Regions from separate parts of the Sus scrofa genome. Here all the other regions are linked to region 1. A link is a contact called in public Hi-C, HiChIP or PLAC-seq and promoter capture Hi-C data. All regions are on one chromosome and are shown on one strand. The core of a region is the stretch at or near the end of the contact, and the rest is flanking DNA. Distances in the headings are between cores, read along the strand shown.

Region 1 (3,861 bases), core at 1,257-3,756:
CAAGTTTTGTTTTGAATCAGTGAAGACAGACCATCTAATCAAAACACCTTTTAAAACTTTTCAAAATTCCAGTTCAGAATTTTAAGTTCACAAATCTCTTAAGATGAAAAGTCACACATATTTACGAATATTATATAGGGTGTTTTTACTAATCAACCTAGTGTTCTGAGAAAATACAAATATTTACTATAATTATGGTTTTATGTTTTTCTTGAAACCCCAGAGCAAGTTCTAAAAAACAGGTTTAATACTTACTGAATGCTCCAATGACAAAAACAAATTAAAAATCTCCTTTCCCATAGGTTTGGTTTAATTTCAAGTTGTTAAAAAGGGTCAACAACTACATGTTAAACCTAGCCTTAAGTTCAAACATTACGTAATGTTTACGCAGAAAACAGGTTACCTCTTTAGGTATTTTTATAATGTGTTTTCAATACAAGGCACTAGAGCTAGCTTTATTATATACATGCACACACAGTCTCTTTTGCACACTCCTGCTCATGCACACTCTCTCTCTCACCCCTCAATTTCATTTTCAAAGAATCTTGTGTCATTAAAAAGAATTTTAATTAGGTTATATTTTTCCCCTTTAAATTTAGTTACCCTTTGGACAAAATTTGCTTTTCCAGATCTTTAAAAATAGAAGTGCTAGCCATTGTAAAGTTATATGTACCTCTTTCTCTAGAAAGTTTGAGATTGACTTCTAAAACTAACTCGCTTTTAAAACTTTTTATGAGCGTACAAAATTGACGTAACAAAAAACAATGTTTCAATCATTTTGATGTACACAAACTGAGGAAGCAATCCTACTCCTGGAAGCCATGTATGCCTATGTGCATACCCACATGTACATACAAGAAGTGTGTATGTGGAGAGAAACACTCCCTCCAAAGAGTGTTCTGGATACCTACAGATTCTAGGCAATAAATCATTTGTAAAACACAGAAATATTCTTTTCAAGCAACATAACCATAAGTGTCCCCTCTTACTTACCTGTAAATCTTTCTTTAATTTTAGCAAATCTTCATTTTCTCCATTTCCAGAGAGAGCAGCTTCAACTTGTTGGAGTTGAGCTTTGTAGCTTGCCAGCTGCTTTGCTAGATCCTCTGACATCTGGGGAAAATGAAAAGAGTAAGGCCATAAAAACAAAACCAAAAAACAAACCATAAAAAATAATTTTTCTCTGTCTGAATTAACCCTTACCAATTTTGCTCCCAACCCATTATAATTCATTGTAGCTTAATTTATCTGTGTTACCTTTACTTTCAGTTCAGAGAAAAGTTGTGAGCCAAACCACAAACTCCAAGGCAACAGACGCTCAAGATTATAAACATATCAGAAAAACTCCATATAGTAACAGAAAACAAAGGTAAGAGGGAAAAGGAGACTTTCTAATTTTCTTTAAACTCTTGTTAACAGGGAAGACACACAGGCTCAGTTAACAGGGTTGTTATATAGTCACCAAAAGAAAAGGGGGAAAAAGTACCAAACTGTTAAAAGAGGCGAGACTTTATTTTTTTGAGCGCTAAAAAATACTTCCCAAACCAAATATAAATGGCTTTTAGATTAACTACGCAATTAATTCTCTCCACAAGAGCTATCCAATTAATACGAGTGTGTTTAGAAACTCTTCTCCAGAGCAAAAATCTTTCATCCAGTCGCTTAAATATTGCTGATGGTTTTTCTTCAGTAAAAGAAACAGCACAGATATTTTCCTTAGGAATTCTAAAGAAACGTGTCGTTCACCAAATCCCGCTCGTTCTTCTGAAAATAAGATAGGAGAGAATTCTTTCCCGCTTTCTTAGCAAACACAACGGGTTTCCGAGGACCCGTCTGTCTCACAGTTCTCGTCCAACTACAGCCCAGAGTCTGGAAGGGCTCCAAAGAGGTTAGAGCGAGCCAGGCTGTTCTCCCTCAGTGACCAGTACCTCAAAGCCCGCCACAACTTGCTCTATTATTTCAGACCTCGAAATTCAAACAGCTTCCAGGGAAACCGAAACACGAACGGAGCGGAGGCCAGCGGAGCCGGAGCCCCACACCCGCAAACACGCTCCGCACCGAAGGGCCAGGGCGTCTCTAAGACGCCTCCCGCGCCCCTACCCCACCCATTGGGTGCCCAGGATTAGTCCAACCCGGTCCGAGGCCGTTCCGGGCTCAACTCTAGGTGGGAGAAGAGACCGCGCCCCTAACACTCTGGCTAGGACCCGGGCCCTCCAGCGCGGCTGGCTGCTGGGCCTCAGGCCTCCGCTTCAACTCGGGAGAGGCCGAGGCCCGACGAGGCCTCACTCGCTCCCTCGTCGGTTTGTTACCTTGTGTGGGGTTGGGGTCGGGGCAGTGGGAAGGGGTCGGGGCAAATGAGCCCAGTGGCGGTGGCGGCGAGAGTGGCAGCAGCAACAGCAGCAGGAAAAATCTCAGCAGCGACAAGCTGTCTCGGTCTGAAGAGGGAAGAAATCTACCGGCCGCGAAGAAGAGTGGACGAAAACTGGGCACTGGAAAGAGGAAAAGACAGAGGCGGGTGAAATCTCGCGAGTAGTTAAAAATCCTCGCGAGACGTCGCTCGATCACGTGATTCCTGGTACCCTCTAGACTGCCTGCATTTAATCAGGTTAGGGACGTGAAGTGGGCGGGGTTACTAAGGAAGGAAATGGCGTAACTATGATGCACAAGTTACCGGATGTACGTTCGTCTTGTCTCAGTTCTGGCTCAGTGAGGGGAGCTTTTGGATTGTTAATTTAGGGGTGGGTGCTGTCCGGCTTTTCCAGAGGTTCGCAGGGTGCTGGGTAGTGGGAGGAAAGGGGTTTAATGTAGCATTCATACTAGCGGTTGGTTCTCATGCAGTCGGGGTACCAGCCGCATCAGCATCGCCTGGTTTTTATTTTTTTACAATAATTTAAAATTTATTGCAAAAATTATTTATTACAGATTCTCAACCTCAGGCCTCTGAATCAGAAACTCAACTCTGAGGATAGGCTCAGCAACCTGTTTCATGGAGCCCTCCAAGTAATACCAAAGTCCGGGCAGGTTTGAGCTGTATATAATAATAAAAGTCTTGGAGTTCTCTTGTGGCGGCAGCGGGTTAAGGATCCCAAGGTTTCCGCGTTGTCAGTGCAGCGGCTTTCATTACCGTGGCTCGGGTTTGATCCCTGACTCAGCAACTTCCACATGGCTCTGGCAAAAAAAAAAAACAAACATAAAAGGTCTTTGTGGCTACAAAAGCGCTGATTAGGTTATGGCAGAACCCATTGGACAGGAGAATGGTTTATTTAAAACCCATTTGGGGAGTTCCCGTCGTGGCGCAGTGGTTAACAAATCCGACTAGGAACCATGAGAACCATGAGGTTGCGGGTTCGATCCCTGGCCTTGCTCAGGATCTGGGTTGCCGTGAGCTGTGGTGTAGGTCTGCTCGGATCCCGCGTTGCTGTGGCTCTGGTGTAGGCTGGAGACTACAGCTCCCATTCGACCCCTAGCCTGGGAACCTCCATATGCCGCGGGAAGCGGCCCTAGAAAAGGCAAAAAGACAATAAATTAATTAATTAATTAAAACCCATTTGGGGAATTCCACTGTGGCGCCCTGGGTTAAGCATCCAGCATTGCCACAGTGCTGTGACAGGTTGCTGCAGCTGCAGCTCAGATTTGATCCCTGGCCCAGGTATATTCCATATTCCAAGGGTGTGGCAGGAAAAAACCCAAACCTCTTTTGTTAGCCCTTACCTGGTTTTCATTACGTTATGTAGGTTAATATCGCCTGAAGGGGAACAAGTTATAATCTTGGGTGATAAGCAGAGTGGTGTGAATACTTCCATTTATGTTTAAAAAGAAATGTGCATCAAGTGTGTAATCTTATGTGCTGTTTATGGACTG
Region 2 (3,787 bases), core at 284-2,783, 210 kb after region 1:
AAAGATCTGAAAAATACAGAGCACCTACTGAGTGCTAGGTGCAAGTTTAAGCACTGAAATAAAATAATGAACAAGATAGTTTTAGTCCTACTTCTAGCCAATACATTTTTTAATACATTGTTTTATTTTTTGCTTTTTTAAGGGCCACACTTTCAGCATATGGAAGTTCCCAGGCTAGGGGTCCATTCAGAGCCAAAATCACAGCAACACGGATCCAGGTCACATCTGCAACCTACACCACAGCTCACGGCAATGCCAGATCCTTAACCCACTGAGCAAGGCCAGGGATAGAACCCAAATTCTCATGGATCCCAGTCGGGTTCACTACCTGAACCATAATGGGAACTCCTAGCCAATACATTTTTTAAACCAAAAAAATACTTTGTTTTTGGTTTTGTTGAAGTGTAGTTGATTTACAATGTTGTGTTAGTTCTGATGTACAACAAACTGATTCAGTTTTATGTATATATGTTATGTGTATATATTTCCATTCACGTTGCTGCAAATGGCACTATTCCCTTTTCTCCACTCCCTCTCCAACATTTATGTTTTTATTTATTTTTTAACTAAAGTTTATGCTTTATTCAGATTTCCTTAATTTTAACCTAATATCTTTTTTCTTTTTTTTTCTTTTTTTAACCATTTTAAAATTGAGGAAGGAGTTCCCCTTGTGGCACAGCGGAAACGAATCTGATTAGAAACCATGAGGTGGGTTCAACCTTGACCTTGCTCAGTGAGTTAAGGATCCTTGGCCTTGCCGTGAGCTATGGTGTAGGTTGCAGACACGGCTCAGATCTGGCATTGCTGAGGCTGTGGCGTATGCCAGCAGCACAGCTCCAATTAGACCCATAACCTGGGAACCTCCATATGCCATGAGTGTGGCCCTAAAAAGACAAAAATAAAATAAAAATAAAACGGATTTTCAGACTAAGATTTCCACCTCTGAGAGTCTCTGGTTATAGCGAATACAAAATAATAACAGCTCTTATTACAAACCTACCTTATACCAATCTCTTTTCTAAGTGGTAAACATAACATCTCATTTATTTTCACAACAAAGCTGTTAGTGGATTCCACTATCATTCCCATCATAGTAAGGAAATCAAGGCATGGAAAAGTAAAATAACTATCCAAGTGGTAGCCCTAGTAAATAGAATCTCCAGCTCCAGGAAGGCAGAGAGATGCTGCCTCCTCGGAGCTGCCCCCTCTACAGAGAAGCATCTTCCCATATGGCTGGGATCCGTGTTGGCCATGGCTCCATGGAGACACCAGTGCTTCAGGAGCCTGCTCTCCTTCCTGGTTTCACTGCCCAGTTTCTGTGGCACCACCAGCCCATAACTTAAACATTCCCCCCGCCCACCCAGGCCCCCACCTCAGTACAGTGACTTTCCCCCAAAGCTGTGTCACTCTCAACAGATGACACTCAGGAAAAAAGTTCTGTGGTTGAATCACAGTGACCACTTCCTGTATCATTCAGGGTCCCCTGTGCTCCAGAGCCCTCACTCTGCCATGCCCTGTTTAGTAATGAGCCATGATATGTATGACCCCTGGGCTGCCAGGGAGGCTTAGTCACCCCTTCCTTTGCCCTCATCCTACCAGGCTAAGAGGCACCAGCTTTCAACCTCAGCCCCGTCCAACAACCCTGCTAAGGAGAGCCTGGTGGGAGACCCTGGTTGTCCTGGGACTGGGTAAGGAGACAAAAGGATGACGATCCCAACCCCCCTAGACTGGTGATGTAAGGCTGATGGGGACAGGTAGGCGGATGTTCAAGCCTCAGCCGTGAAGTAAGGAGTAGTCACTGACCTTGTGGGCGCCTCGCGGGCACCCACTCAGAAGAGACTGCCATCTCCAAACATAGGAGTCAGGGCTCTGAGTGGAAAGACAAACACAGATGGGGTTGTGTGACTTGGGGGAAACCCCAGCTCTCTCCCAGTTGCTCAGAAAGGGCTTCCTGGAGGTTGACAAACTTCAGCGAACGTTGAATGTGAGAGCAGGAGTCATCAGCTACTTGCAGGGCTGTCTGGAGGGGGACGCTTCCTCTGGGTAAACGCAAAGAGCAGAATCTAGAAACATTGTTTACCACCTGTAGAATCTTAAACCTCTAGAGATGCTATTTCTTGCCCACCCTCCCCCAATGGGTAACCCAACATAAAACACTCTAATTTCTAAAAACAAAGGTAAGGAAGTCCAATCAAGTCTGATTTTTCTTATGATATGACCACACTTTGATGCTTTCTTTCCTTGTCTTTTTTAATAGTATCAAATATCAATATCCTTTGAATTTTTTTTTTTTATGGCTTCAGATGCCTCCACTTTGCTGATCTCATCAGCCTTGTTTGGTTGGCCTGTTGGACGATCTTGCACTGGGAACAGAGGATGGGTGTCCCTGAGTCACATGTCTTGTCTAATATGGGGAGATATTTCTAGCCATTGTGTTATGTGACCACTGAGTGGGCTGCCCCGGGAAGAAGTGCCTGGTCCTTGGTGTGTTCCCAACCCTACCGAGGTCAGAAGTTTCCATGATGAGGATGGGATGTGTGGGAGGGGGAGTCTGAGAGTCACCTTCTAAAGTCCCTTCCGGTTCAGGGATGCTAGGCTGGGAATTCTCAGCACTTCGAAAGGAAAATGTTCATGAGGCCTGTTCCGCACTAGAGCCTCTTGGGTCCTGATGGGAACTTTGAGGAGAAGAATTTCCCTTTGCACAGGGAAGGCCTTGGCTGGAGGCTTTGCGACAACCAGCCACTGCCACAAGATGGCGCCAGTGGTGACCAGGTGGGACTAAGGGGTGTCTGGGCCACCAATCCAAGTAGCCTCTGCTTTATAAGAGCTCCCTGAAGGTCACAACTGCCTTATGGTCCTTGTATGCCTGGTACTGGTCCCCAGTTAAATTAAGTGAATGAATAGTGTTAGGAGAAATGAGAAAGCATTATTTTTTAAGGCAGTACACAAATGCACATTCTATGGACAATAAATAAAATGCCTTCTGATTGTTTAGTGACCCTCCAAACGGATACACACACACACACACACACACACACACACACACACACACAAACCAAAAAACAAAAAAACAAAAAACTGGTCATGGTGTTTGTCCCTGGAAGGGGAGACCAAAGGACTAGGTCTGGGGGAGGGAGGGAGACTTTAGTCACTTAATGTCATTTTATCATGTGCATTTCTTAGTTACTTAAATTAACATTAAAAAGTTGGGTTAAAGAGTTTCCAAAGTTTCAGCAACCACAGCAGGCAAAATATGAGGTGGAACGGAAGTACTGGATGTTGCTGGTGCCTGATACTCCCCCGAAGGGGCTCTCCACCTTTTACTCAGCTTTATTGACTTCCGATTTACAATTTTCACAACACTAAAACGTTTATTGCTCATTAAACACACTGGGTTAAAAGCGAGCTTGTGGTGAGGTCAGCAAGCACACTTTTCCCAAGAGAGTTGTCAGGACAACGAGTGTTTCATCTTGGGGACCCACAACAGACAGTCAGGAAGATGACTGGAAGTTACTGGCCAAAGATTACCTTGTAGTCATTTTTTTTTTTTTTTTAAGAAAGTGAGTCAAAATACAAATACTTCCTTACTGGAGTTCCCATTGTGGCTCAGCAGTAAAGAACCTGACTAGTATCCATGAGGATATAGTCCAATCCCTGACCTTGCTCAGTGGGTTAAGGATCCAGCATTGCCACGAGCTGTGGTGTAGGCCAGCAGCTGTAGCTCCAATTCAACCCCTAGCCTGGGAACTTCCATATGACTCAGGTGTGGCCCTAAAAAGACATAAAA
Region 3 (3,638 bases), core at 577-3,076, 230 kb after region 1:
AGGTGATGCTATGTGTTAATGAGATGTTCTGAGATTAAAAAACAAAAAAAAAACAACAAAAAAAAAACCCAAAAAACTACAGTACTCATTTGTTTGACTATGAGCAAGTAGGCATTGTGTAGTTTTCTGGTTTATGGTGTCAGTTTCATTTGGGAATGTCCCTTTGCCCCCAGATAGTGCATCACTTGGAGGAACTATTTCTCCCTGTGAAAGGACATCCACCTATTCTGTTAAATGCTTCCCACAAGAGAAGGATGCTGCCATGGTGATAGGAAGTGGGTGGGATGGGTTCCTGAAGACCCTAAATATCCCTGGGCATAAAGGAGCCAAGGCACTGAGATAAATACTTTGCTTTCCTGAACTTGATTGTACCCCCATGCCACAAAAGGAACTCAAGCAGCTGCAGTGACAATACCTGATCCTTAACCTGCTGTGCTGTAAGAGAACTCCTGAAACTTTTCATTAAATAATTACTGAGTACTTTCTAGGAATGAGTTACTAAAGAAACAGCAGAAACGAGATAAACCCTTTCTCTCTTGGATTTATATTGTAGTAGAGACAGAATAAATAATACAAGAATGTTAATTCTCAAATCACCTTTTATATTTTATTTTTATATATTAGTTTTCCACTAATCTTTATTTTTTTCTGCCTGTATAAGTTATATAAACCAATTGGATAAGATTCATTTAGTATGTCTAAATAAGTAAAACTCTCATCACTGTAAAGAACATCATAAATGTTTGGTCACCATGCTTTCATCTATATACCTCTATAATTTAGGTAAATAGAATAGCCTTATGCATTGTTTCTGCAATTCTAAACATGAAAATGGTTTTATCCTCATTTTATAGGTTAGTAAAGAAGACTTAAAACTTCAATATCAATGTGTCTATGATCCCAGAGTTAGAAATCAACAGTATAGAGATGCTAATCCAGTAAATAGGGCTGGAACTGCCCAAGGGCAGTGGGAGGGGTGGTGAGGAGGGACCAACTTGGTTGGCAAGTAACTTCACAGTGGCCCAATTTCTAATCAAATGGTTTTTTCCCTAGGATTGATATACATCAGCTACACCAACGGTTGCCACTGGCGCCTCTTAGCTTTCAGACTGTTAAAAAAAAAAAGCGGGGTTGGGGGGAACTTTTAATCTTATCTAAATCTTGTTGCTGCAGTTGTCCAATCTGCCTAGATTTATAGCAAATAAAGCAGTAACAGCTCCGGAGGTATTAACCATGACATTATTACAACTAATTTTCCAGCGCCAAGTTTACATGGGGCTGTCCTGCGAGTGGACAGTCTAGAGCCATTGAGAGCCGTTCTAAATTTATAAAAGTCCCCGAGTAAGAGAGAATAATGGAACAGCCGGAATTCAGCTCGCCGAACACCGTCCCGCCCCCGATCCTGCATTCAGCAGGTTTGGGGGAATGGCACGACCCGCGCGCGGCGTTGGTTGGGGGGGGACGGGAGTGGTGTCGTCCCATTTTTATACAGTCGGAGACCACGTGACCTCCGCCCCGCACCGCTACTGGCCCTCCGCCTCTAGCTCTCGGCTTTGGCGCCGAACCTTTCCCCCCTTCTGGCCGCAACCATTATCTCTGAGCTCGGAGGAAATACGGGCCAACCACACGATCGAGGCTTTTCTGAATGAAACTTCCGACAATTTCTCCAGAAAAGTTCAGCTAAAAATTGAGGGATCAAGTGAAATACACCTGAAGACATCGTAGAAGGTTCCTTTTGCCAAAAAGAAAGAACGGACCTAACCCTGATTCCCCCTACGCTCCGTGGGGGTCGCGAGGGTGGTTCCGTCCGAGGCGCGGACTCCGCCTCCGCGGGCGCCGCCATTTTGTTTGGCTGGAGGGGAGCGAGCGGCGCTCTGGGGGGAGGGGTCTCCTAGGCTCCTCACCAGACCCCGCGCCCTCGCTGTTGCTTTTTGCGGCGGAGGCCGTCTCCCCGGCTAGGAGCGCCCGGAACCATGTACATAAAGCAGGTGAGGTCTATGTGTCCCTCCTTTCCCCTGCCACGGGCTCGTGAGGACCGCTCTTTGAGGCGAGGATGTCGCGGCCTTTCACATCTCCCCGCAGGGTGGACGCGGGGCTGGACAGGGAGTGTGGGGGAGGGGAGAGGGCCGACCCACTAGCGCAGGGCCGCGGAGAAGTGGGGCTCCTCCCTGCAGCCCCGGCGGCCCTGCAGGGCGCTCGCCTGAGGGGGGCGGGCTCGGGGAGAGGGGTGGAGGGGCTGGCGGGGCTGTCTTGTTGGAGGCACTAGGTCTTCCCGGGTGGGCCGGGGCGGGAGAGGCCCGGGACGGGAAGAGGCTTCGTCCTGCTGCCCTGGGCAGCTCCGCGAGGGCGTTTAGTGTGTGGTGGTGGTGGTGGTGGTGGGGTCTCCCCAGTCCGGGGGCGCCTCTGGGGGTGTCAGCCTAACTGGGGGTTTGCTCCTCCCCGACTTAGCCAAGGAGTGAGAAGGCTCCTCCTTCCTGCACGGTGCGTAGTGCCTCCTCATTCCGTTGTTTACTTCTGTCAAAATGGTCTTCCCGCGCTGGAGTCCACCGCAAAGATGGACCCATTCACGCTCTGCGAGAAGTTTCTCTTGTCGGATGTGTTGGCCTCAGAGCAGCGGTTCCACGAAAGGGATGCTCATTCTGGCTGGGCCGGAGTGTGGCTGGCAGGGACGCCCAGAAAAGCTGGGGCCGGTCTGCAAGTTTGATGTGCTTTTACTACAGCCTTGTAATGCTTAGTGTTCCTACGGACCTTGGGCTTGATTTTGAGAATTTCCTAACAGGTTATTAATTATCGCTCCTAAAAAAGCAACATTGGCAGTGGTTACTGATTTTTTTTTTAAATCACCGTTTTTCCAAAATGAGTTTTTCTTCTCTGAAATGGAAACTTTATTATCTTGCATTAAATGAGAAACCAGGACGGAAAGGTGTGCAAAAAGGTGTTAGTTTAGAGATTATTCCTGGAGTTCCCGTGGTGACTCAGTGGTTAACTAATCCGACTAGGAACCATGAGGTTGCGGTTCGATCCCTGGCCTTGCTTAGTGGCTTAAGAATCTGGCGTCGCCGTGAGCTGTGAGCTGTGGTGTAGGTTGCAGACGCGGCACGGATCCTGCGTTGCTGTGGCTCTGGCTTGGGCCGGCAGCTACAGCTCCGATTCAACCCCTACCTAGCCTGGGAACCTCCATATGCCACGGGAGCAGCCCTAGGAATGGCAAAAAGACAATAAATAAATAAATAAATAAATAGAAGTTATTCCTTTTGGGGTGTGTTTTGATAAATCCCTTTTTTATTTATCAGGTTATTATCCAGGGATTTCGAAGTTACAGAGATCAAACAATTGTAGACCCCTTCAGTTCAAAACATAATGTTATTGGTAAGTGTTCATGGTTTTACTCGATCAGATTTCAATCTATACAGACATTTAAATTCTGTCTCTATTAGGCTACAGACGACCTGTCTTTGAATATTATGTACACTTATATGTATTTTTTCTCTGTGAAATTACTTTTCTGTCTTTGATTTGCACTGATGAAGTTGCTTTCTTTATACATTTAAAATATTGGATAAGGCAATCATAAATTGCTCATTTTTATTCGGTAGTCATGTTGTGTATTTGTGTGGGAAGATCATAAACTTTGGATC
Region 4 (3,666 bases), core at 614-3,113, 150 kb before region 1:
TTAGACAAAATACTATTTACTTGCTAAAGTCCACCTTAAAACAATAGCATTGATTTTTATTAGTCCAATTTGGACATTCACTGAAGAATATTAAATTTCTAAGAAGTCATTCTAAAACTTTTAAACATGCTTTTGAAATAACAACATGTAGTACAAAATCTTATAGACAAGATTTTTCTTCATTGTTTTTAAACTTATATTAGACTGTCCCTCGGAAGGCCAGTAAGCGTGTGAACCCTTGGGAAAGACCCAATTTGGAGTGTTAATTATTGGCCTTTTTAGGCCAAAGAATGTCCTATCAGGGTGATATTTAGACTTGAGATTTTTCAAGGAAAACTTGGATTTCCCAAAGCAGTAATATCCTAGCAGGTGGGGGTGGAAATGAGAAAGTGGTATGGTGATAAACTGCAGGAGTTAAGAGGTAGACTGGTCTGTGGATTTCCCACTGGTCCTCTTGACTTAAATGGTATTTTCAGGGGGAGGGGGAAGCTGGTAGTGACAGCCCCAGCCTGGACCTGAAGCTGCAGTGCTGCTAGATGCTTTTCAATGATTTGCTGGACTAGCGTATGTTCTTACTTAATGTAAGGGCACTTTCTTAAGTGGGATCTAAACTAATTGTTTTTTCCAAAAACAATAGCTTCTGCAGATTCTTATTGAGCAGGAGCTATGGAGGAAGTCGTTGCTGCACTCTATAACCCACCTCTTTCCTGTTGAGTAATGCTCTAGAGGCTGGATTTCAGTGGTGACTGGCTTGGTAGACTTTGACTTCAGAGTAGATGATCTCCTCGGTTTTACGAGAGAAAGTGTAGGTAGAGTCAACTTGCTGGCAGGCATAGACGTTCTCTTCCAAAGGTGTTTACTGGACTAACAAGTTAAGGTTAAACATTACTTCCTATCTGATTTCTATTTTAGAAACATTGGCTTCAATTGTTTCAACTGAAGTAAAGGTCATTTGAGGCTATTAAGACAACCAAAAATATATTCCAAATATTATCTACCCAGCCACGGTGCTGGGAGGGGGAGAGGGAGGGTGAGGCTTCCACTGCATCTGGGTGTTTGGGCGTGTTAAGCCCTTTAAAACGTGTTGTGTGGCAATTGAGATGCTTCCTTTTAGAAATGTCTTTTAAGCAGGAGTTCCCATTGTGGCGCAGTGGAAACAATCCAGCTAGCATCCGTGAGGATTCAGGTTCAATCCCTGGCCTTGCTCAGTGGGTCAGGGATCTGGCATTGCCCTGAGCTATGGTGTAGGCCATAGAGCGGCTTGGATCTCACATTGCTAAGGCTATAACATAAGCCAGCAGCTGTAGCTCCAGTTCGACCCCTAGCCTGGGAACTTCCATATGCCTCGGGTGGGGCCCTAAAAAGCAAAGAAAAAAGAAAGAAAGATCTTTTAAGCAATATTTTTATTTTAGGACCGTATATGCGAAATGATCTTATATAGGTATGTATGGTCTATACCTCCATTTTACCTTTAGGTTAATCTTGAGCAAGAGTACATGAACATACACTTGCTAAAGTCAAGCTGAGCATGGCTCAATTAACTGCAGAAGAACAGGGCAGACTGGGTGGGGCAAGCTCTGGAATTCTACTCACTCACTGAGCAAAGTCAGGCATTGGGGCAATAGCTTGAGCTGAAGCAGCTCATAGGAAGCCCAGCCCAGCCCACCAGGTAAAGCATAGAGGATGTGGCAATCGACCCAAAGCACAGTGTGGTACTGTGATCTGCATCGGGGAAAGTGTAAGTGCCCATCAGGAATCTGGGGCAGGATAGCAGGACTGCAAGAGTCTTGTATGTAGCACATGGACCAGCCCCAGCGCCAGGGTAAGCTTCAAGAGCAGCGCTTCCTCCACTTCCTGTGGGGCAATGGCAAGATCAGGGCAGGGCCTCAGGCTTTCAGGGCCTGAGTCTAGTTCTTCAGCACAGGAACTCAGACGTCAGGAGAATGACACGTGGATCCTGTTGTCAGAGGACCGCTCAGGATCCCAGGAACAAAAGCGCTGCATGGAGCCAAGACACAAGGTCACGACTGGCCCAGAGACAGGCATGGCTTGATGCTGAGTGAGTCTCAGAACCTGGAACTGAAGCCACCTTAGGTCCTCCTGTCTCATCAGGACTAGTCCTAGAGTCTACAGCCAGGTGAGGGGGTCAAGTCCCCCAGCTGATGGAGAAGGGGCCTGGCCTGACTCTCACAATGGAAGCAGCCCCATGTGACAACAGACTCAGAAGGTAGCCAGAATGGGTAATTAGAATTCCACACCAGAACCTACCTGGGAGGACAAGGGACAGCCACCAAAGCACTAGCTGCAAAAATGCCCATATGTTCCTTGGGAACTAATTTTCTCAAACTGAAAGTACAGTTTTCCCATTTAAAAATTAGCTATAGTGACAAGTCTGGCCTCCCCTACTAGGAGTCACTATAAGAAGCTCCTCAAGAGTACCAGTTGGAGGGAGTTCACTTCATGGCTCAGTGGTTAAGGAACCCAACTAGCATCCATGAGGACATGGGTTAGATCCCTGGTCTCCCTCAGTGGGTTAAGGATCTGGTGTTACTGGGAGCTGTGGTATAGGTCACAGACGTGGCTCTGACCTGGCATTGCTGTGGCTGTGGTGTAGTCTGGCAGCTGCAGCTCCAATTACACCCCTAGCCTGGGAACCTCCATCTGCCGCAAGTCCTAAAAAAAAAAAAAGAGTACCAATTGGATAGAAGGGAATCACAGAGTGGCCTGTGTTCCCCCTTCTTCCTACCAGAGTAAAAGAGGCTATGATTTATTTATTTTTTTTTTTTTCTTTTTAGGGCCGCACCTGTAGCGTGTGGAAGTTCCCAAGCGAGGGGTCACATTAGAGCTGCAGCTGCCAGCCTATGCCACAGCCACAGCAACGCCAGATCCGACCCACGTCTTCGACCTACACCACAGCTCACAGTAATGCCCAATCCTTAACCCACTGAGCAAGGACAGGGAATCAAACCCACATTCTCATGGATACTAGTCAGATTCATCTCTGCAGAGCCACCACGGGAACTCCAAGGCTATGATTTTAAACTAGCAGAACAGCTTTGATTCTACATGGTACTTCCTCTAGACCTGGTTGTGGTAATGGCCTTTTGCCCGTGAGTCAGAAGACCTCTCATTCATCTTTCGACACTTGCTGGCAGAATGAGTTCTCTGTCCACTCCTCCAGCCTCAGGCCCTTACCTGTCAGAGCTCAGATCTGTCATCATCAGCTCTTTGATGATGATTCTGTCCTCTACTCCAGTCTTGTCTGTAGAACCCAGTTCCTACTCCCTGGCAAACAGAACCCCTTTACACCCATCTCCCTCAACTTGCATACCCGGCAGAGGGCTTGCGCCCTCTCGGGTGACTTCCTAGCTCTCCAGGCATCCTCCATCTGGCCCCACTGATGAAGGATGTTAATCTCATCAAAATGACTTCCTTCTTTGCTGAACTCCAGTGGTAAAGTTTTAGAGAAGTTTCCCAAGGTGACAAAAGCTGGGGTTGAAACCTAGGTAATCCAACCTGAGAGAGTATACCTTTTTTTTTTTTTTTTTTTTTTTTTTTTTTTTTTTTTTATCTTTTTAAGGCCATGCATGTGGCACATGGAGATTCCCAGGCTAGCTCGAATCAGAGCTGCAGCTACCGGCCTACGCCAGAGCCACCGCAATCAGG
Region 5 (4,077 bases), core at 703-3,202, 170 kb after region 1:
GTCCCCAAATGCTCACCTGACCAGGTCACCGAGTAACACCCTTCATCCAGGGCTGCCCCAGCCAAAGGATAAGAATCCAAATGCCTTAAATGGCACCCAAGTCCCTCTGTCACCTGACCCTGCCTAATTTTCTAATAAATGCCAGAAATGCCTTAGTCTCCCACGTACCTCCAGCACATACCATGCTCAGCTCTCTTTTTTTTTTTTTCTCATTTACCTCCAGCAGTTTTCTCTGCCTGGAATGCCCTCCACCCTCCCCCTCCATGGCTTGGCTCACCTCAATTCATTCTTTTAAGTTCACCTCAGCTTCCTCTGCTCTGGGAGGTCTTCTCCAGGGCGCCATTCCAGCCCCACCTTGCAGACCGTGGATGTTCTTCTGCACTGACCACAGGATCTTAAAGTGGCCTGTGACTAGTCTAAGCCTCCTCTCTGAGCAGGGGGCAGCTGGAGAGAGTGAGCCTGCTTACTTTAGTTTCTAGCAACCAATACAGAGCCTGGCCATGTGGGTGCTCCATGTGTGTGGAGGTTGGTCTTAGGTTGAAATGTCAGGGGGTGGATGGTTCTGGTGACACTGGAGGAGGAGCAGAATGCAGGGAAGGCTGGCACGGATAATCCCCAAAAGAAAGAAAACCCTTGCTCTGCCTACAACACATATTAATTAAGATGCCACTGACAGAGCAAGGACAGCACCTCTTAACAGAGGGCAGCTGAGACCCAGAGGCAATAGCTGGCTATCTGTGCCTGGTTTGATTGCATTTGATTTCAGAATTTGATTTCTGCTTCCTCCTAAAAACCTCATTCCCTCTGTTGGTAGTAAACAAGCCCCTCCTGGTGTTTCCATCAGGCAGCCTCCTTCCTCATCACACTCACGACAAAATGGTTGGTCCTGATTTTGGGATAGAAGCTTGTTTCCCTCATGCATGTCCCTGCAGCTGGTAGGGCACAAAGCTGACCCTCACTAAATACTTGCTGAATGGGTGAATCACGTCCAGTTCCCCAAGATTGGGGATGGGAAGCCTGAACTGCTGGGGACTGGTGGGGTCAGACAGCCTGAGATTATACTTGATCCACAGATAATCCCTCAAATCCAGAAGCCACCTGGACAGTTGGCTGTGCTGAGCTCCATCAACAGCGCATGTTGATGCTGCAGCTGAACTCAGGACGGATTTTCTGGGAGGCAGAGAAGAGTTTCTCAAAAACAATTATTCTAATTATTATTGGGAGTGTGACAAAGGACCATCAATCCTTTGAGGGCAGAATCCATTTGGGGAGATTAATTTTTGGCTCTTCTCTCTCCATTTTTACTTCTAGGTACTTTTCTTATGGGAAATTTCAAAATATAAAGGAAAGTAGAGTAAACAATATAATGAATCCCCAGGTACCCATCACCAAGCTTCAATGATTACCAAAACAAGCCCAATCTTCAGTCATCAATAGCCCAGCCCTTGGAGCAAATTCCACCATCATCTCATTTCCCGCGTAAAGACCCGTAAGGATCGAAATCTACTTCTGACTCATCTGGGGGCACTAGCCGAGGGCTCCCCTTGCTCTCCCTACAGCAGTGCCTGGCATGGCCCCCAGCAGGTTCTGAACCTACGTCTATGAAACTCAAAGCCCGCTGGTGCGGCGCCGGCTCTGCCTCCTCCGCTTCCTCCTCTTCCCGCACAGCGTGGGTCACCTCGGCCTCGTGGCGTTCCTGACACCCCACCGTCAGTCCCCGGTGATGCGCGAGTGAGTGTCTCCGCGCAACGCCACAGAGAGCACAGGAGGCGCCTTCCACTTCCTCTTTCTCCGGCTGACTAACGCTTGGCGACCGCCCCGCGCGTCCCGCTCCCTGGGGGCGTGGCCACAGCCCGAAGGGGCGGGGAAATACCCATATTTGGCCTTATATGGGCAGCCACGTCATAGGCCACACACCCATTCGCTTAAAACCCAGCGCCGCCGGCGGAATCCCCGGCTTCTGGGGCGGCGAGTGGCCGGGCCGGGCGCCGAGCGTAGGGGGCGGGAAAGAAGAGTTGAGCTGCCGCTCCGGCGCCGGGCTCGGTCGGCCGGCCGCAGCCCCGCGGGTTGCCCTCCCGGGCCTCGCTGGCCGGCATCCTGGCCGTCGGCACCTGCGGGGTGCCCGGCGCGCGGCCGCTGGGCGGCGGCATGAAGGTCACGTCGCTCGACGGGCGCCAGCTGCGCAAGATGCTCCGCAAGGAGGCGGCGGCGCGCTGTGTGGTGCTCGACTGCCGGCCCTACCTGGCCTTCGCCGCCTCCAGCGTGCGCGGCTCGCTCAACGTCAACCTCAACTCGGTGGTGCTGCGGAGGGCCCGCGGCGGTGCGGTGTCGGCGCGCTACGTATTGCCCGACGAGGCGGCGCGCGCGCGGCTGCTGCAAGAGGGTGGCGGCGGCGTGGCGGCCGTAGTCGTGCTGGACCAGGGCAGCCGCCACTGGCAGAAGCTGCGCGAAGAGAGTGCCGCGCGCGTCGTGCTCACCTCGCTGCTCGCCTGCCTCCCCGCCGGCCCGCGAGTCTACTTCCTCAAAGGTGAGTGAGCCAGGGCCGCGGATCCCCCGTCACTCTACCTGACTCCTCGCCGGGACGGCCCCGGACTCTGAAGTCGCCTTCTGGCGCCGGCCGCCCTCCTCCACCCTGGAACCCGGGAAGTTCTCCACTGGCGGGAGTCTGCACCCTGGGGCTTGACGTGCTCCGGGGAGGGCACCGCCAATGTCAGCGCTCACGGCTTTCCCCTCCCCACCCGCGTTCCTCGAAAGCGCCTGACGGTCTGCCCGCCGGGGAAGATGGGGTCGCTTACGCAGCTGGGGGCCCGCTGGCTTGTGCTGGGCAGTGGCCCCGTTTCCTGGCGCGGGCTTACCCGCTCTCGCTGGGGCCTATGCTCCGGAGCCGTCCTAATGGACGGACCTGGCGGAATCCGCAGGTCGGGACCACCCCCTCCCCCAGGAGCGTGGCGCCGCGGTGTCCCCTTTCCTCCCTCCTGGACAATTAACCTACGTTAGGCTGTGTCTTCATCGACCCTCTTGCCTTTTGACCCTGGCAGTCCCTCCCCTTCCTTTCCATTTCATTTTATTGCTTTTTATTGTCCCTCAGCTTCCCCTTCTCGCCTCCAGGCTTTTCTCTAGCTCAGTTTGGAGCTGACAGCCTTCCCATCTCTTCCACCTTCTCGTCCCCTTCCTAGACGGGTCGTGGCCCAACCCAGCGACCCTAACGCTGTCTGCCAGCGCGGGGGAGGCTGGCCCAGCGAGCCAGGACCTAGGAGAGGTGCCACAGGGTGGTTGCGAAGGGGGTTGTGTCGCCTTTTATTTGAAACTCTCAAAAGCTGTGTCACCAGTCTGCCCATTACACCTTCTGGGGGCAATGGCTTCGGTGGTGAGTGGGTAATTTACTCTCAAACTCCAGAGCATGGATTTCTGGATCACTTGGTATGACTGCTGCCGCCTGTTTTTGAGTCCTTTGGAACCTCAGATGTATGGAAGGCTTAGCTTGTAGGGCAGAGATGAGGACTTAGCCCAGGCCGTTCTCCAAGGCCCAGCCTTGAGATGTAATTCCTCAAGGGGGCACCTTGAAATGTAGCATTGATATGGTTCTGAACTCAGGTGCAGTGAGCTGAGAGAGGGAGGGCGCTATTTTAAAACAATGCAACTTGGGCAATTTTACACACTCCAGGCCGGAAGATTCAGAGGCACAGGGGCAGCTCCCAACTCTATTAGCACCTCTTGCAGACTGTCCCCTGTTGCTTCCTCTTAGGGAAACAACAGGGTCAGAAGATGATAATCTTCCTCCCCTAGCCAACCACAGCCCCCAGGAGATGGAGCATGCCCTCCAAGCTCTGCAGAGGTTTCGTACACATGGCCCCTGACTTCTTTGTCTTCCTGATGTGCTTTTTCGTCTCCTGTTCTTAGAAGTGAGTCCAAGAAAAGCTTCTGCCTCTCCAGTAGCATGAAAGATATGTTCCAGGAAGCCACTCCTGGTGCTACCTCTGCTCCCCACCTCTCTCCAGGGGCTAGCAGTCTGGAAGTCATTGCCACAGGAAGTAGCCAGCTTTGTAGACTCACATCTCAGGAAAATTAATGTTTAAA

Evidence for each region. Promoter capture Hi-C pulls out the DNA fragments that hold promoters and counts their contacts. A called contact is a pair of places that touch in the nucleus more often than the background predicts. HiChIP or PLAC-seq counts read pairs in DNA pulled down with a chosen protein or histone mark.
Region 2: a Hi-C map of retroperitoneal adipose tissue shows a contact between it and region 1, with 2.6 times the contacts expected there. The contact joins the enhancer-like site here to the promoter of SMNDC1 in region 1. A contact is called at or near these places in 3 of 5 promoter capture datasets (fetal liver, fetal skeletal muscle and liver), 31 of 47 Hi-C or Micro-C datasets (adipose tissue, alveolar macrophages, blood and 18 more) and 2 of 2 datasets of contacts at active chromatin or transcription factors (alveolar macrophages and skeletal muscle).
Region 3: an H3K27ac HiChIP or PLAC-seq map of alveolar macrophages shows a contact between it and region 1. The contact joins the promoter of SMC3 here to the promoter of SMNDC1 in region 1. A contact is called at or near these places in 4 of 5 promoter capture datasets (fetal liver, fetal skeletal muscle and liver), 28 of 47 Hi-C or Micro-C datasets (adipocytes, adipose tissue, alveolar macrophages and 15 more) and 2 of 2 datasets of contacts at active chromatin or transcription factors (alveolar macrophages and skeletal muscle).
Region 4: a promoter capture Hi-C map of fetal liver shows a contact between it and region 1, with 6 times the contacts expected there. The contact joins the enhancer-like site here to the promoter of SMNDC1 in region 1. A contact is called at or near these places in 2 of 5 promoter capture datasets (fetal liver and liver), 5 of 47 Hi-C or Micro-C datasets (adipocytes, embryonic fibroblasts, heart right ventricle and 2 more) and 1 of 2 datasets of contacts at active chromatin or transcription factors (alveolar macrophages).
Region 5: a Hi-C map of skeletal muscle shows a contact between it and region 1, with 1.9 times the contacts expected there. The contact joins the promoter of DUSP5 here to the promoter of SMNDC1 in region 1. A contact is called at or near these places in 2 of 5 promoter capture datasets (fetal liver and liver), 7 of 47 Hi-C or Micro-C datasets (alveolar macrophages, fetal heart ventricle, heart right ventricle and 3 more) and 2 of 2 datasets of contacts at active chromatin or transcription factors (alveolar macrophages and skeletal muscle).

The regions. Positions count from the first base shown.
Region 1 is chr14:120,737,167-120,741,027 of Sscrofa11.1, forward strand. It overlaps SMNDC1 (survival motor neuron domain containing 1), which reads right to left and starts at 2,507. Exons shown (of 6, transcript NM_001166309.1): 1 at 2,310-2,507; 2 at 994-1,113. The coding sequence starts at 1,113. It overlaps LOC102164743 (a long non-coding RNA gene), which reads left to right and starts at 2,596. Exons shown (of 4, transcript XR_002338635.1): 1 at 2,596-2,676; 2 at 2,923-3,021.
Region 2 is chr14:120,944,883-120,948,669 of Sscrofa11.1, forward strand. No RefSeq gene overlaps it. Among named protein-coding and RNA genes, the nearest start is that of SMC3, 23 kb to the right of the region's middle. Within about 2 kb of position 1,534, at least 11 of the 83 cell types and tissues checked have an H3K27ac peak or open chromatin away from gene starts, as enhancers often do. A contact at or near this core is called in alveolar macrophages and retroperitoneal adipose tissue, where this site is marked.
Region 3 is chr14:120,967,803-120,971,440 of Sscrofa11.1, forward strand. SMC3 (structural maintenance of chromosomes protein 3) reads left to right here and starts at 1,827. Exons shown (of 29, transcript XM_005671452.3): 1 at 1,827-1,988; 2 at 3,294-3,369. The coding sequence starts at 1,974.
Region 4 is chr14:120,587,263-120,590,928 of Sscrofa11.1, forward strand. No RefSeq gene overlaps it. Among named protein-coding and RNA genes, the nearest start is that of MXI1, 55 kb to the right of the region's middle. Within about 2 kb of position 1,864, at least 9 of the 83 cell types and tissues checked have an H3K27ac peak or open chromatin away from gene starts, as enhancers often do. A contact at or near this core is called in alveolar macrophages and fetal liver, where this site is marked.
Region 5 is chr14:120,904,388-120,908,464 of Sscrofa11.1, forward strand. DUSP5 (dual specificity protein phosphatase 5) reads left to right here and starts at 1,953. Exons shown (of 4, transcript XM_003359366.4): 1 at 1,953-2,527. The coding sequence starts at 2,149. It overlaps LOC110256730 (a long non-coding RNA gene), which reads right to left and starts at 1,879. Exons shown (of 4, transcript XR_002338641.1): 1 at 17-1,879.